Linked DNA regions of Salmo salar: region 1 is linked to region 2. A link is a contact called in public Hi-C data. All regions are on one chromosome and are shown on one strand. Each heading gives the region's core, a stretch centred on a gene start, on an enhancer-like site or on the middle of the called end of the contact. The rest is flanking DNA. Distances are from core to core; before and after follow the strand shown.

Region 1 (6,452 bases), core at 2,504-5,003, 69 kb after region 2:
CCTCCAGCCACGTTCCCCAATCCGGACCCTCCAGCCACGTTCCCCAGTCCGGACGCTCCAGCCACGTTCCCCAGTCCGGACCCTCCAGCCACGTTCCCCAGTTCGGACGCTCCAGCCACGTTCCCCAGTCCGGACGCTCCAGCGACGTTCCCCAGTCCGGACCCTCCAGCGACGTTCCCCAGTTCGGACCCTCCAGCGACGTTCCGCAGTCCGGAGCCTCCAGCGGCGGTCCGCAGTCCAGAGCCTCCAGCGGCGGTCCGCAGTCCAGAGCCTCCAGCGGCGGTCCGCAGTCCAGAGCCTCCAGCGGCGGTCCGCAGTCCAGAGCCTCCAGCGGCGGTCCGCAGTCCAGAGCCTCCAGCGGCGGTCCGCAGTCCAGAGCCTCCAGCGACGGTCCGCAGTCCAGAGCCTCCAGCGACGGTCCGCAGTACAGAGCCTCCGGCAATGATCTACGGTCCGGTTCCTCCTCCGACGATCCAAGGTCCGGTGGCACAAAAGCAGAGGGATCAGCGGGCGGAGCAGGGGTTACGCCCCGAACCGGAGCTGCTTCCTCTGCTGGAGGATGCGTGGGATGAGAAGGTTCTGCTTACTGCACCAGAGCCGCCATAGATATTTGTCACCCTCCCTAACCCTCCCCTTTTTTTTTGTTTAGGTGCGTTCGGAGTCCGCACCTTTGGGGGGGCGGGGGGGTGTACTGTCACGTCCTGACCATAGAAAGCTGTTACTTGCTATGGTAGAGTAGGTCAGGGCGTGACAGGGGGTTTCTAGTTTAGTTTTTCTATGTTATGTTCTAGTTTTGTATTTCTATGTTGGTTTTGTTTGGGATGATCTCCACTTAGAGGCAGCTGGTCATCGTTGTCTCTAATTGGAGATCATACTTAAGTAGGTGTTTTTCCCACCTGGGTTTGTGGGAGATTGTCTTTGAGTTAGTGTATGTTTCACCTCTGCGTCACGGTTTGTTTTTTTGTTATTCAGTTTATTTGTATGTATTGCATAGTTTCACAGTTCAATAAAATATGTGGAACGATAATCACGCTGCACTTTGGTCCGATTCATCCTACCACAACCGTGACAAGGGTCTTGAATTACAGGCTTGTAATTTGACTTTTTAACTTGAGATGTTTGACACTTTTGCTTGTCAATAGTAGCCCTGTCACAACTCCTTCTTTAGCTAATTTTTCAGCGTGACCATGTTTATGTATTTTTTTTAATGTAGGCAATTTTTTTGGTATGCATTCCCCTCTGGAGACATTCGTGGCCATCCGTTAGCCTTAACCACAATTTACATTGCGTGAAAAGTTCCAGTAATTCCAGGGGGTGAGAGCAGTCAACACTGTGGCTTTTGCGGTTTCACTTGACATTCATACTGCACGGCAAGTTTCAATTTTAGGTGCGATTCGATTTGGAGAGTTTGGGCGAAGATTAGCATAACCTATGTCGGACATGACTTTTACACTACCCTAAAGACTTTTAGTGGTCTAGGCCTATACAAGCCAGTCAAGGAAAAGGTGCACTATACGTAATTGCAGTAACCAATGCGTTGTTTCAGTTCAGTCTTTGTTGTTTAACATTCAACATAAATATTCGGTCTTCCGTCAAATTACGTTTTTATTTTATTATGCTGATCGACAAGTGACGCTTACATTGCATCATTAAAAACAAAGCAAGAAGGCTTACATTTACACAATGTAGGGTATTTTACGCACTTAAAAAAAAGATCACAAAACTACGATGCATTTCATTGATCATTGTACTTATAGCCTATCAAACATGCGGTTGATCTGAATGAAATTATTTTTAGAACGGATCGTCACGGCCATCTCATTCACACAATTACCGGGTGGCTCGCCATTGGACCTGTAGACTGTCATTGGACTGTACAGCAGTCCATCCTAAATGCCACATATTCAAATGGAGGGTTCATTCACGCAAAGCTAGCTCCCCTTTCTTACAGAATTTCCATCATTATGAGAAGCCAATCATGCCCCGTTCTGTTTTTAATAATGGTACAATGCACTTGTAATTTAGTCCCACATACACCTGATTCAGAACTCGAAATGATGAGGTGGCGCTTTCTATCTCAGAGAAAGTATTCCATCGTCATCCTCGTAAAAAAAAAGAGACGCATTTCTTGGATAATGTGAAGGCATGTGATGTGAGAGGGGTTCAGACGTGAAGGGAAAGAGCAGGGATGGGATTGAGTAGTTCTGCTTAAAGCTGCAACGTGTCTGCAGTGCAGAGAAAAGACTGTACTGATGCCAAAAAAATGTTTTTTTTTCTTAAGGAAGATGCAGGCGCGTCTATGGAGAAGTGTCTTGTCTTTCTGTGCGTAATAATTACATTATGGGCGTTGCGGAGTAGTGCATCTGGCGATTACACATTATTCACTAATAACTCATTGTATTTATTTGCTATATGTGCATGGATGTTGTATGACACCTTCATCTGGGGAGTTAGGGTGCTTTTTGACTCTTTATAGCAGGACTAACAACAAACTTGAGACAAACGTCCTAAATAAATACATTATTTTTCGTTTGGAAACGAATTCTTCCGTTGTGGAATTGCAGGGGAGTTTCCACATCTGTTTCAGTCATTATAACTTTTTTGCGTGTTTATGTCTGTGCACAGACGTTCTGCAGCATGCACACGACCAGTAGAGGAGTTGACGGTTTCCATCCAGAGAGAATCCGGTATATATTCTTCAAACAGGCGTTAATTAACCAGGAGTTAATTGACGATATTCTCCTCAGGCGACCTGTAGTGGGATTGATGCCAAGATGAAAGATGCGCTGGCAATCCACGGGCATTCAATTTTCCGATCTCTCATTCCACGTATACCTTCCGAAGCCGATCCCATATCGCGAGAACTATATTATGAACAAATGTGAAATAAAAACGTTCAATTCCAGCCAAAATAATACTATTGTCTAAACTGTGAGTTTCCAATGTGCCCCATAGCGACACTGTACACACTCTTCCCCTAAACTGTAGCTCAGTAAGGCCTAGCAGCCATCCTTTCATCAAATCAAGATCCTTATCGATACGATTGGCTACATGCAATAGGTTATCGAAAGCCCGCACACCTCTCCCAATATGATCGGTCATAGAACTTCAAACCACATTTACTACAAAAACTAAAATAATCTTAGGAATACATTCGATAGTGCCCCACATCTGGATTCAATCGATGAGCAATTTCACCTTAAACAAAAATGTAGGTAAACGTTTCCGATAGCTACGTTTCGATCAGAAATATCCTAGGCCTAGACACAGACGTACAGGCCTGCTAAGCAACAGCCAATCCATCCCCACAGAATAATAAAATTGCAACGAAACCACAGCTCCTGAGGGAACAGTGCATGCCCAATTTAGTGTCCACGTTGATGTGGCACCTTCTACTCGTAAAAGTAAGACTGTGCTACAACTGCAAAGCATTCAATATTGACAACAAAGTAACATCTGCCTGGAAACACACAAGTGGGGTAAGCAACATAATTTAAATCCATTTTCTGTGCACAGCTCGTTTCTATTTAATTGCAACCTTGAAGAATCTACCGACAGTGAGCTCGCTATCCGGGCCCTCCTCGCCAATAGACTTTTGGAGATGCCATGGCCTGTTGTCTGTCTAAGCCGGGATAGGGGAGTTTTTTTTACAAAACCTCCACCTTTTATAGAAAGATCAAGTTTCCTGAGACTTCAAGGTGAAAAATGTGCCTACGACACCCCCTTTGTACTGATGGAAGGAGGAACTTTCTTTTAATGAACATGAGCATGCTGGAGATTTCTGGTGTGGCCAGCACCTCCCCAAAAGTTTGGAATATAAAAGGCAGGGCAAAAAGTTTATGTAGGCAGTAGGGAGTTTTCTGCGGGGTCTGGATTGGAAATACAGAGAACCGGACCCTACTTGTATGATTGGAGTCTAACGGAAAATATAACTTCCCCCCTCGCCTCAAAGAGTCTACATGTCTAATATTTAGACATGTTCAGCTTTGTGGATATTCGGTTAGCGCTGTTGCTCAGCGCAACAGTGCTTTTGGCAAGAGGACAAGGCGAGGACGATCGTAAGTGTCTCTTTTTAGTCTATCCTTGCCTCTGGTATGGTATCTATTGTCTTAACGATGTTGATATGGAAAGACTGGGTTGAAAGAGAAAGGTGGTTTTAATAGGAAAAAGGTTTGGTGATGACTGAGCCATTCAGATATATTAGGATACATTTATATTTATCTGTGGTAAATGTTTATTGACTGGTTAAATGTTTTTGTTGTTGTGGGATTCATAAGGATAGCCTCTCTTGCAGCTTGAGCAGAGTGTATGCGCGTCATTGCTTGTGGGCCTTCTCACGCGTGACTGCGCGTGCCTTTGGAACGAGTTGGTACAGGTTCCAAGGCTTTCCCTTCCACTCGTTATTTGATGCCCTGGAGGTACATTTTAACAGCTGGAAATATTTGAACGCATGTAAGGGATAGAGGGGAAGGCGACATGGCATGCCAACTCTCTGCCCATTGGACTGAGTGGAATTGAACGGGCCTATATGGCTCAGTCTGGAAATAAAGTTATTCAGTTGGTTATGGAGCAATAATTCGTAGCCTGAGGCATAAATGTCAGCCATGTAGAAAAGGAGCAGGGTCATTCCTGAACCATGGTAATCTTAAACCTCGAGTTTTTCTAAATGGAATGTATACAGTCATTCATCACAGGTAGGCTATATTTTTACGTTTGTGGAAAGAATACGGTGACCTAAATGTTGAAGGAGAGGACAAAGCATCATCATGCGCAACTTCCCTTGAATAGTTTCAAGCGCAGTTATTTGGCACAGGTAACTACTTACAAAAAGTGTATTCAAATAGATATAAAGTATAAGAACCTAAATGCATTACCTATAGACAAACTACAAAATCCGTTTTAAAGTTATTGGATGTATGGTGTCACCAAACACTTGAGTATAGGGTTTCTAGTTGCATCTAGGGCGTACAGATGTGCAAATTCGCTCTACGGCCCTGTAGCGCCACCATGTGGTTCTGACATGCAATTCCACCAACATTTAAATGTTTTCAATGCGCCCCCTACCATCCCCTTTCATTTTTTGAATAATTGAAAACACATTCAGACTTCGGAAACTTTCCACTGAGGTATAAACGCGGGTGGTTGCCAAACCGACAGTTTTTAGTTATTTCAGCAGCGTTTGGAGGACAGCATTGACGACGTGGACCTTTTCCACTGACTGTTTCGCCCTCTACAGTCAAATTGTAGCAACTCCTGTGGACCAACATTGTTGGTTTGGACACAGGTAGTCGGGCCCACGGCTAAACGAAGATCACAAATTCGCCATCAATACAATATAATATTGGCTATTTAGGCCTAGTTAGAGCGCTAGCTGGGCTTACTTTGGGAATGCAATGTCTGGTTTGATATCCAACAATAAATAAACAAGCTCAAAACGAATTTTCAGAGGTAGTCAAGCCTGATGATTATACTACAAAGACGGATCAATTAGTTAGCCATCTAACTTTAAAATAAACAACTACTTATTATTTTCTTAATGATGCAGAAAATCAATAAGTTATTTCAGATTTTTTAGGCAAGTTATCCGGGTAACTAATTGATCCTACTTTGTAGTAGTATACCCCTCAGGGCTTACTATTTTGCGGGTTGGTATAATTTGTCGAACGTTATAACAGGAATCTGTTCCAAAAACGTCGTCATGTACAAGGATGCCAAAAGACAACGCATACAAAGTAGCATGATCAATTCACTTAGCTAACTAGCTGCCGAATAGGCATCAACTCACCATGTTGCTTATTCTTAATGTTTGGCCATAGGCTACCAGAGTGAGGACAGACATTTTTCGGAATAAACGTACTGAGTGAAAACGTTGTTTGTTGGCAACCTTGTTATTTACGAAGTTTTTGTAACATATTCCTGTTGGAACGTACCACAAATTATACCCACCCCTATTTTACATTTCAACAATATTTGTCAACATAAATGTAGGAAATAGGCCTTACTTTAATCGTTTGCCAGGCCTTCTGTCCTGTTGTTCATTCCAATCAAGGCATTACAAATACATTTGTCATTTAGCACAGCGTTTCTTAACTCCAGTCCTAGAGTACCACCGACAGCACACATTTTTGTTGTTGCCGCTGACAAACTCACCTGAATTAACTTGATGAGGGCTTAATGATTAATGTTAGTTGACAAGTTGAATTAGGTGAGCTTGTCTGGGGCTACAACAAAAAGGTGTACTGTGGGGGTGATCAAGGACTGGAGTTAGGAAATGCTGATTTACCAGACACTCTTATCCAGAGGGACTTGGTGAGTACATACATTTTCGTATGCATCACCTGGTCAAAGCGTCATCACATGGGCATCCGTGCCTTCTAGGTCGACATTGGATGCAAGCGATCTAAACTATTTCATCTCTGCATCTTTCTCAGGCACCGCCGGCAGCTGTACGT
Region 2 (6,846 bases), core at 2,044-4,543:
GATGCTCCATGCTTGACAACATGACCGAGCGGGGGAGATTACTGTACAATTTGAGAAGGGCGCTGGCGGGCGCAGTCATCGCTGGGCGCAGCCATCGCAGGTGCGCCACCTAAGAGGGCGACGCCAAGGGTGGAACAGAGGCCACGTCCCGCACCTGAGCCGCTGCCGTAAGAAGGCCCACCCGGACCCTCCCCTTCAGTGTCAGGTTTTGCGGCTGGAGTCCGCACCTTGGGGGGGGGGTACTGTAACGCCCTGGCCATAGAGAGGGGTTTTTGTTCTTTATTTTGGTTAGGCCAGGGTGTTACATTGGGTGGGCGTTCTATGTTCCTTTTTCTATGTTTTTGTATTTCTTTGTTTTGGGCCGTGTGTGGCTCCCAATCAGGCACAGCTGAAGCTCGTTGTTGCTGATTGGGAGTCACACATAAGGAGCATGTTTTTCCTTTGGGTTTTGTGGGTAATTGTTTCTGTTAGTGTTTTGCACCTGACAGGACTGTTTGGCTGTCAGTTTTCTTATTTTTGTATAGTGTTCTTTCTGCTATTAAATATATAATGATGAACACTAACTCCACTGCACCTTGGTCAACTCTCTCTCCCGACAGCCGTTACACTCCCTCTAGGTTGTCACATGTTTACTTTCATGTTATCACATGTTGCTCTCCATGTTGAAACGTGATCACGTGGAATTGGGTGAGGACCATGTTAAGATTTTTCGTAAGAGGTTCAAGACATTTGTTTTACCAGTCGTCAGGATGTCACATGATGGTCCCAAACCATTATAAGTAATGTAATGGTATGAAAGTAAATGGTAAGCTGTTCATCTAAAATATGACCCCACCTGGGATTTGACCTCACATCCTCTGGATTTGAGGTGTTCTGATCTTTCTGCTGTGTCATAAAGTCTGTAGGAGTCCCCTACACATGAATGACCTACAATACATCTCTGCACTTAGCAAAATAGTGCCATCTGCACTGCTATTTCATTTATCAACGAATCCGACTATTCGCTCATCATTGATTTCATTGAAAACACGTTTTTCACATGTGACATGTAAAAATGTGAAGTGTTCCAAAAACACAGTTCCGCTTGATTTCACATGACATTTTCCGTAAGGGTGATGAGGGGGTGCCCACAGTGTTATCTCTATAGAAGATCATCACTCCACTGTACTTGTCCCCTCGAGCATTTAACCCAGAAAAACTGTCTGGTTGGACTCTAACCAAACTCAATGATCATGGCACTTTCATATCATTTTCCCATCTAGTAGATAAATGTAGTTTTATTTCCAACCACATTCCAAACCTGTTGAATCCCACTGCTTCATGCTTTCTCTCTCTGGTCAAGCATCTTTGCAACTTGCCAGTGGAGATTTACCTGTAGACCTGAAACATGGCCTTCCTCTCTATCCTCCAACCGGAAACTCTCCAATTTAACAATACCATCCGTCACTCTCCATCCCCACCTCATATGGACATATATCTAACCACTATGCCTGTGCGTCTCCCCATATTTAGTTATTCATCTTTCAATATTTACTTGACATGACCAAGTACTATAACCACATCCTCTTAGTGTGTCACAATCAGTTATATAAAGTATTAGAAGGCCCAACAAAGTGGAATGGCTAACTATATTTATGATATAACCCTGCATACCAGGGCTAATTCGTTTAGTCTGGCTGAATGGGGATTGGGTGGAGAGGTGGTGTTTTGTTGGGTGGGGTTCTGTAAATGCAGGTAAGACCTGGAACTAGGCACCGAGCCAGGTACTGGCACCTGTGTGCAGAGGAGAAGGCATCTGCTTCGGCTCTTGCTGTAATGAAGGGTTTGTGTGTGTGTGTGTGTGCGCCTGCGTGCATATCGAATTAGCGATATTGGTGCCTACCACCACTAGAACAGGTTAATGTATACCTAGCTTACATATTTAGCCTATGTATACAAATGGATCTCTCACATGGAACCATAGAGTCCTCAGCTTTTTGACATGTGTGCCTCTGTTCAGTTGTTGGCGTTTTTCTCCTTCTCTTTTCCTTTCCTTTTTCTGGCGTGTCCTATCCCCGACACTCCAGCAGCACTCCCCTACTGTTGATGTGGCAGTGAGGAAAAGGGAGGAGGAGGAGGAGGAGATGTAGGAAAGGGTCTTTGAGACATTACTCTGTCATTACACAATAAGATCCTCACTTGAATGAGTCCTTAACGTTTGTTTCGCTGCTAAAGGATTGTTTAACTAATCTTTACAACCAATTTTTTGTCAACTAACACAGATTATATGGATTCTTTGAGTGTGACGACATAAAATAGTGGATTACATTGTATATATAAACGGATAGTTAATAGATAGGAGGGCGTGTGTCAGTTAGATAAACAGTGTAGATCCCCAGTCTTAGAGAAGCGCCTGGTAATAGCAGCAGATGTGCAGCTCTAACACACACAGCTATGGATTACTACTAGGGCTTGTCGGCAGAAGAGTTCACATCATCTCCTTCCATTGTTCTCTCTCTTTCACTGTCTTGCCATCTCTCCCTTTGTGTCTGTCTCTCTCTCTCTCTCTCTCTCTCTCTGTGTCTCTCTCACTCTCTCTCTCTCTCTATCCCAGATTCCCGGGGAGTCTCTCTTGCAGCTTCATAGAAGCAGACACGCCTCAAGCTTTCCAGAGATGAGAGGAAGAACAGCAGAGAGAGAAGTGACAGAATTGCATAGAGAGAAGCGACAGAATATATGGCTGGCCAGACACCCAAACACATACATACACATCAAGGTGTCCTGCGCTACGTGGCATTTGACCCCTGTAATTGAAGGGGTGTGGAGGAGTGGGAACCCTGAGGCTGTATTGGAATAACAGCAAAGTTCTCACGGTTTTACCAATTTCACCTCAGGTTTTGATATTTATCTGCATTTCTCCAAACGTCAAATTTCAAGTTGATCCAAACGTCAAATTTTGGGATAGGGTATTCATTCCGAATGGTCAAGGTAAGGCTGAAGGTTTGTGATAGGGTAAAAACAAAAAAAACTAATCAGGTGTCTACCTCTGGGATTGAAGAAACCACCATCCGATCCAGAATCATGGAATTACGCCATAGAGAATGATAGAGGCCTCTAGATGGCAATATAGGTGGCAATGTGCATGCTTTCAGTTTGTTTGCCAACTCATAGTAGTAGAAGAATAAAATGGACTACTTCAAAATGGAGATGGCCTCAGTGGTGCTGCCCATGTTCTCACAGAAGCCATAAAGGGATAGATACAATGATGTGATGTCTATCTAAGTCTATGGATTACGCCCATCCGCCACCCTCGTCCACAACACCTGAGAAAAGCCCAAGCCTACTTTATGGTAATAGCGCTCACTGTTGTCCCAAGTGGACGGTTTTAAAGGCATTTCCCGACGTCCTCAGGACAGTCATCCAATTTCTTAGTCAATCTTGAACGATCTCCTTGATAACAGACAACATTCCCCCAAACAGTCTTTGTTTTTACAGTCTGTATGCATTGGTACTGTTTAATATGTTTCCATTTTACTGAAAATAATGACTGTTCTTATCAAGAAGCACAAGCTTGACATTGAAGGATCAGATCAGTGTTTATAAGAATTGTCAAGTTGAATGAGATATCCTGTCATACCCTGGAGAAAAAGAAAGGCCTACGTGTTTCAGATGCATTCCTGCAGATGCAGACTGGACAATAGCAGACGCAGTACAGAAGGAGGTTCTTGCATTTCCAGGCCTTTCTAACTTGGATACAGACAAAGAGAGAGAGAGAGATCACACAGAGAAAGAGAGAAAAAACTGTCTAACCAACGAAACGACTCATATGGTCATCCTCAACGAGCCAATCAGATAAGAGTATGTCTGTCTTCAGCTCCACCCCCTTTTCACCAAGCCCTAAACCCCGCCCTCATCATGACTCCAAGTTTTCCACTGAGGCGCCACGTGACCTGAGTGGGTCCAGATACCCAGATGAGCCGTTTAAACAAAGCTGAGACAAATAACCCAGTGACGTGGAAGATGACGGCGGCCATTTTCTTCCACTGCAGTAAAATAAACAATTCTGTGTTGTGAGTCATCCACACACAAATCCCCCCCCCCCACCCCCCAGCCCTATCGCCTCACGTCACGTGACCTGCAGCTGGAGCCATTAGCTTGTTTGTTATGGAGCGGCGACCCTCACATCTGGATATGTTTCCTTTCCTCTCTTTTATTTTCTCCCCTTACTCTATACTTCTCTTTTCTTCCCTCAGTCTGACTTGATTGTCTGGCTGCTTTGTGGTGTTGCTGACGTCCTTAGGCAGCCACCAGGGGGACATAGGTTGGGTCTGTGCAGCACCCACCACTGCCATCCTTACTCTGGACTTTTTTTTGCTAACACTTCCTTTGAATACTCCCCTCATGGACACTGTACATCATTAGATGTCCCACAAACTATCTGAGGATGATAATACAAGTGTTTCTACATGTGAGATGTGTCAAGTCTTAGGCTAACTAAAAGTGTGAGGGTACTAGGAAGAACTCAGAAAACAGAGACAGTGGTTCACAGTTGGAGGAGGTGTTCATTTGATTCATCAGGCTGAGGTTAGGGTTGGTGACGCAGGCATAGGAAGATGACTGCTTTTCTCCCGGAAGGAGTTTCCCTGTGAAAAAATGTTAACAGTAATTGACCCAAATAAACAAGGTTTAAACGGAAGGGTTTAATGATAGAAGGAAAAGGGAGGGGGTGTAATAGGGAGAGAGGGGGGTACAAAGGCAGGGTGGGGAAGAGAGAGAAAGATAGAGAGAGGGGGAGGGTAGAAAGGGCGTAAGGAGAAAAGAGAGAGAAAAGTGGAAAATAGGCCATAACTGTCAGAGAGTCTCCCTCCACTCTGCAGACACTATCTTAGTTCTTGTCCTCTCTAAGTGACTGTGATATGGCATTTCCCATAAGTCTAACCTCACCTCAGTTCTGAGTATCATGAGAGTGTACTCTGAGATGGGCCTACACTCTTAGAAAAAAAGTGTCCTTCGGGTGACCCCATAAGATAACCTTTTTTGGTTGGGGGGGGGTTGGGGGCAAGTCTTTAAATTGTGCAGTATTAGCAATAGTAAATAAGAATCTGGTAGCAGCAGTTGTGATGTGTGTGCAGCACGTGTATGTGTGTGTGTGTGTGTGAGTGAGTGAGTGAGTGAGTGAGTGAGTGAGTGAGTGAGTGAGTGAGTGAGTGAGTGAGCGAGTGAGTGAGTTGCCGCTTCTGTAGCTCTTCTGTGGATCTCATTAGAGACCTACAATGTCACAAGACGCTGGGGGAGCCTTGTTTGGGTGTAGGGCCTGATCAGAGCCTGAAGGTACGGAGGTGCCGTTCCCCTCACAGCGCCGTAGGCAAGCACCATGGTTTTGTAGCGGATGCGAGCCAGTGGAAGCCAGTGGAGAGAGCGGAGGAGCGGGGTGACGTGAGAGAACTTGGGAAGGTTGAACACCAGACGGGCTGCGGCGTTCTGGATGAGTTGTAGGGGTTTAATGGCACAGGCAGGGAGCCCAGCCAACAGCGAGTTGCAGTAATCCAGACGGGAGATGACAAGTGCCTGGATTAGGACCTGCGCCGCTTCCTGTGTGAGGCAGGGTCGTACTCTGCGAATGTTGTAGAGCATGAACCTACAGGATCGGGTCACCGCCTTGCTGTTAGTGGAGAACGACAGGGTGTTGTCCAGGGTCACGCCAAGGTTCTTAGCACTCTGGGAGGAGGACACGATGGAGTTGTCAACCGTGATGGCGAGATCATGGAATGGGCAGTCCTTCCCCGGGAGGAAGAGCAGCTCCGTCTTGCCGAGGTTCAGCTTGAGGTGGTGATACATATGATATGAGTAATGCAAGATATGTAAACATTATTAAAGTGGTATTATTAAAGTGACTAGTGATCCATTTATTAAAGTGTCCAGTGATTGTACATCAACACCAATATCCCAGAAACCCTAGACCCACTCCAATTTACATACCGCCCCAACAGATCCACAAATGATGCAATCTCTATTGCACTCCACACTGCCCTTTCCCACTTGGACAAAAGGAACACCTACTTGAGAATGCTATTCATTGACTACAGGTCAGCGTTCAACACCATAGTGCCCTCAAAGCTCATCACTAAGCTAAGGACCCTGGGACTAAACACCTCCCTCTGCAACTGGATCCTGGATCCTGGACTTTATGACGGGACGCCCCCAGGTGGTAAGGGTAGGTAACAACACATCTGCCTTGCTGATCCTCCTGTACTCCCTGTTCACCCATGACTGCATGGCCAAGCACGACTCCAACACAACACTATCATTACATTTGCCGACGACACAACAGTGGTAGACCTGATCACAGACAACGATGACGCAGCCTACAGGGAGGAGGTCAGAGACCTGGCATGGAGATAATTGTGGACTATAGGAAAAGGAAGACCGAGCACGCCCCCATTCTCGTCGATGAGGCTGTATTGGAGCAGGTTGAGAGCTTCAAGTTCCTTGGTGTCCACATCACCTACAAACTATCATGGTCCAAACACACCAAGACAGTCGTGAAGAGGGCATGACAACGCCTATTCACCCTCAGGAGACTGAAAGGATTTGGCATGTATCCTCAGATCCTCAACAAGTTCTACAACTGCACCATCGAGAGCATCCTGACTGGCTGCATCACTGCCTGGTATGGCAACTGCTCGGACTCTGACCGCAAGGCACTACAGAGGGTAGTGCGTACGGCCCAGTACATCACTGGGGCCAAGCTTCCTGCCATCCAGGACCTCTATACCAGGCGGTATAGACTCCAGCCACTCTAGTCATAGAATGTTATCTCTGTGACTGCATGGCAAGCGATAACGGATTGCCAAGTCTAGGTCCAAA

The links. Hi-C and Micro-C count contacts between places; a contact is called where the count stands out from the background.
Region 1: a contact with region 2 is called in a Hi-C map of gill, with 3 times the contacts expected there. The contact joins the promoter of col1a1a here to the enhancer-like site in region 2. A contact is called at or near these places in 2 of 3 Hi-C or Micro-C datasets (gill and muscle).

What each region holds. Positions count from the first base shown.
Region 1 is chrssa06:44,752,278-44,758,729 of Ssal_v3.1, forward strand. It overlaps col1a1a (collagen, type I, alpha 1a), which reads left to right and starts at 3,754. Exons shown (of 47, transcript XM_014204457.2): 1 at 3,754-4,058; 2 at 6,432-6,452. The coding sequence starts at 3,977.
Region 2 is chrssa06:44,683,323-44,690,168 of Ssal_v3.1, forward strand. No RefSeq gene overlaps it. Among protein-coding and RNA genes, the nearest start is that of gngt2a, 44 kb to the left of the region's middle. Within about 2 kb of position 3,294, at least 1 of the 13 cell types and tissues checked has an H3K27ac peak or open chromatin away from gene starts, as enhancers often do. A contact at or near this core is called in gill, where this site is marked.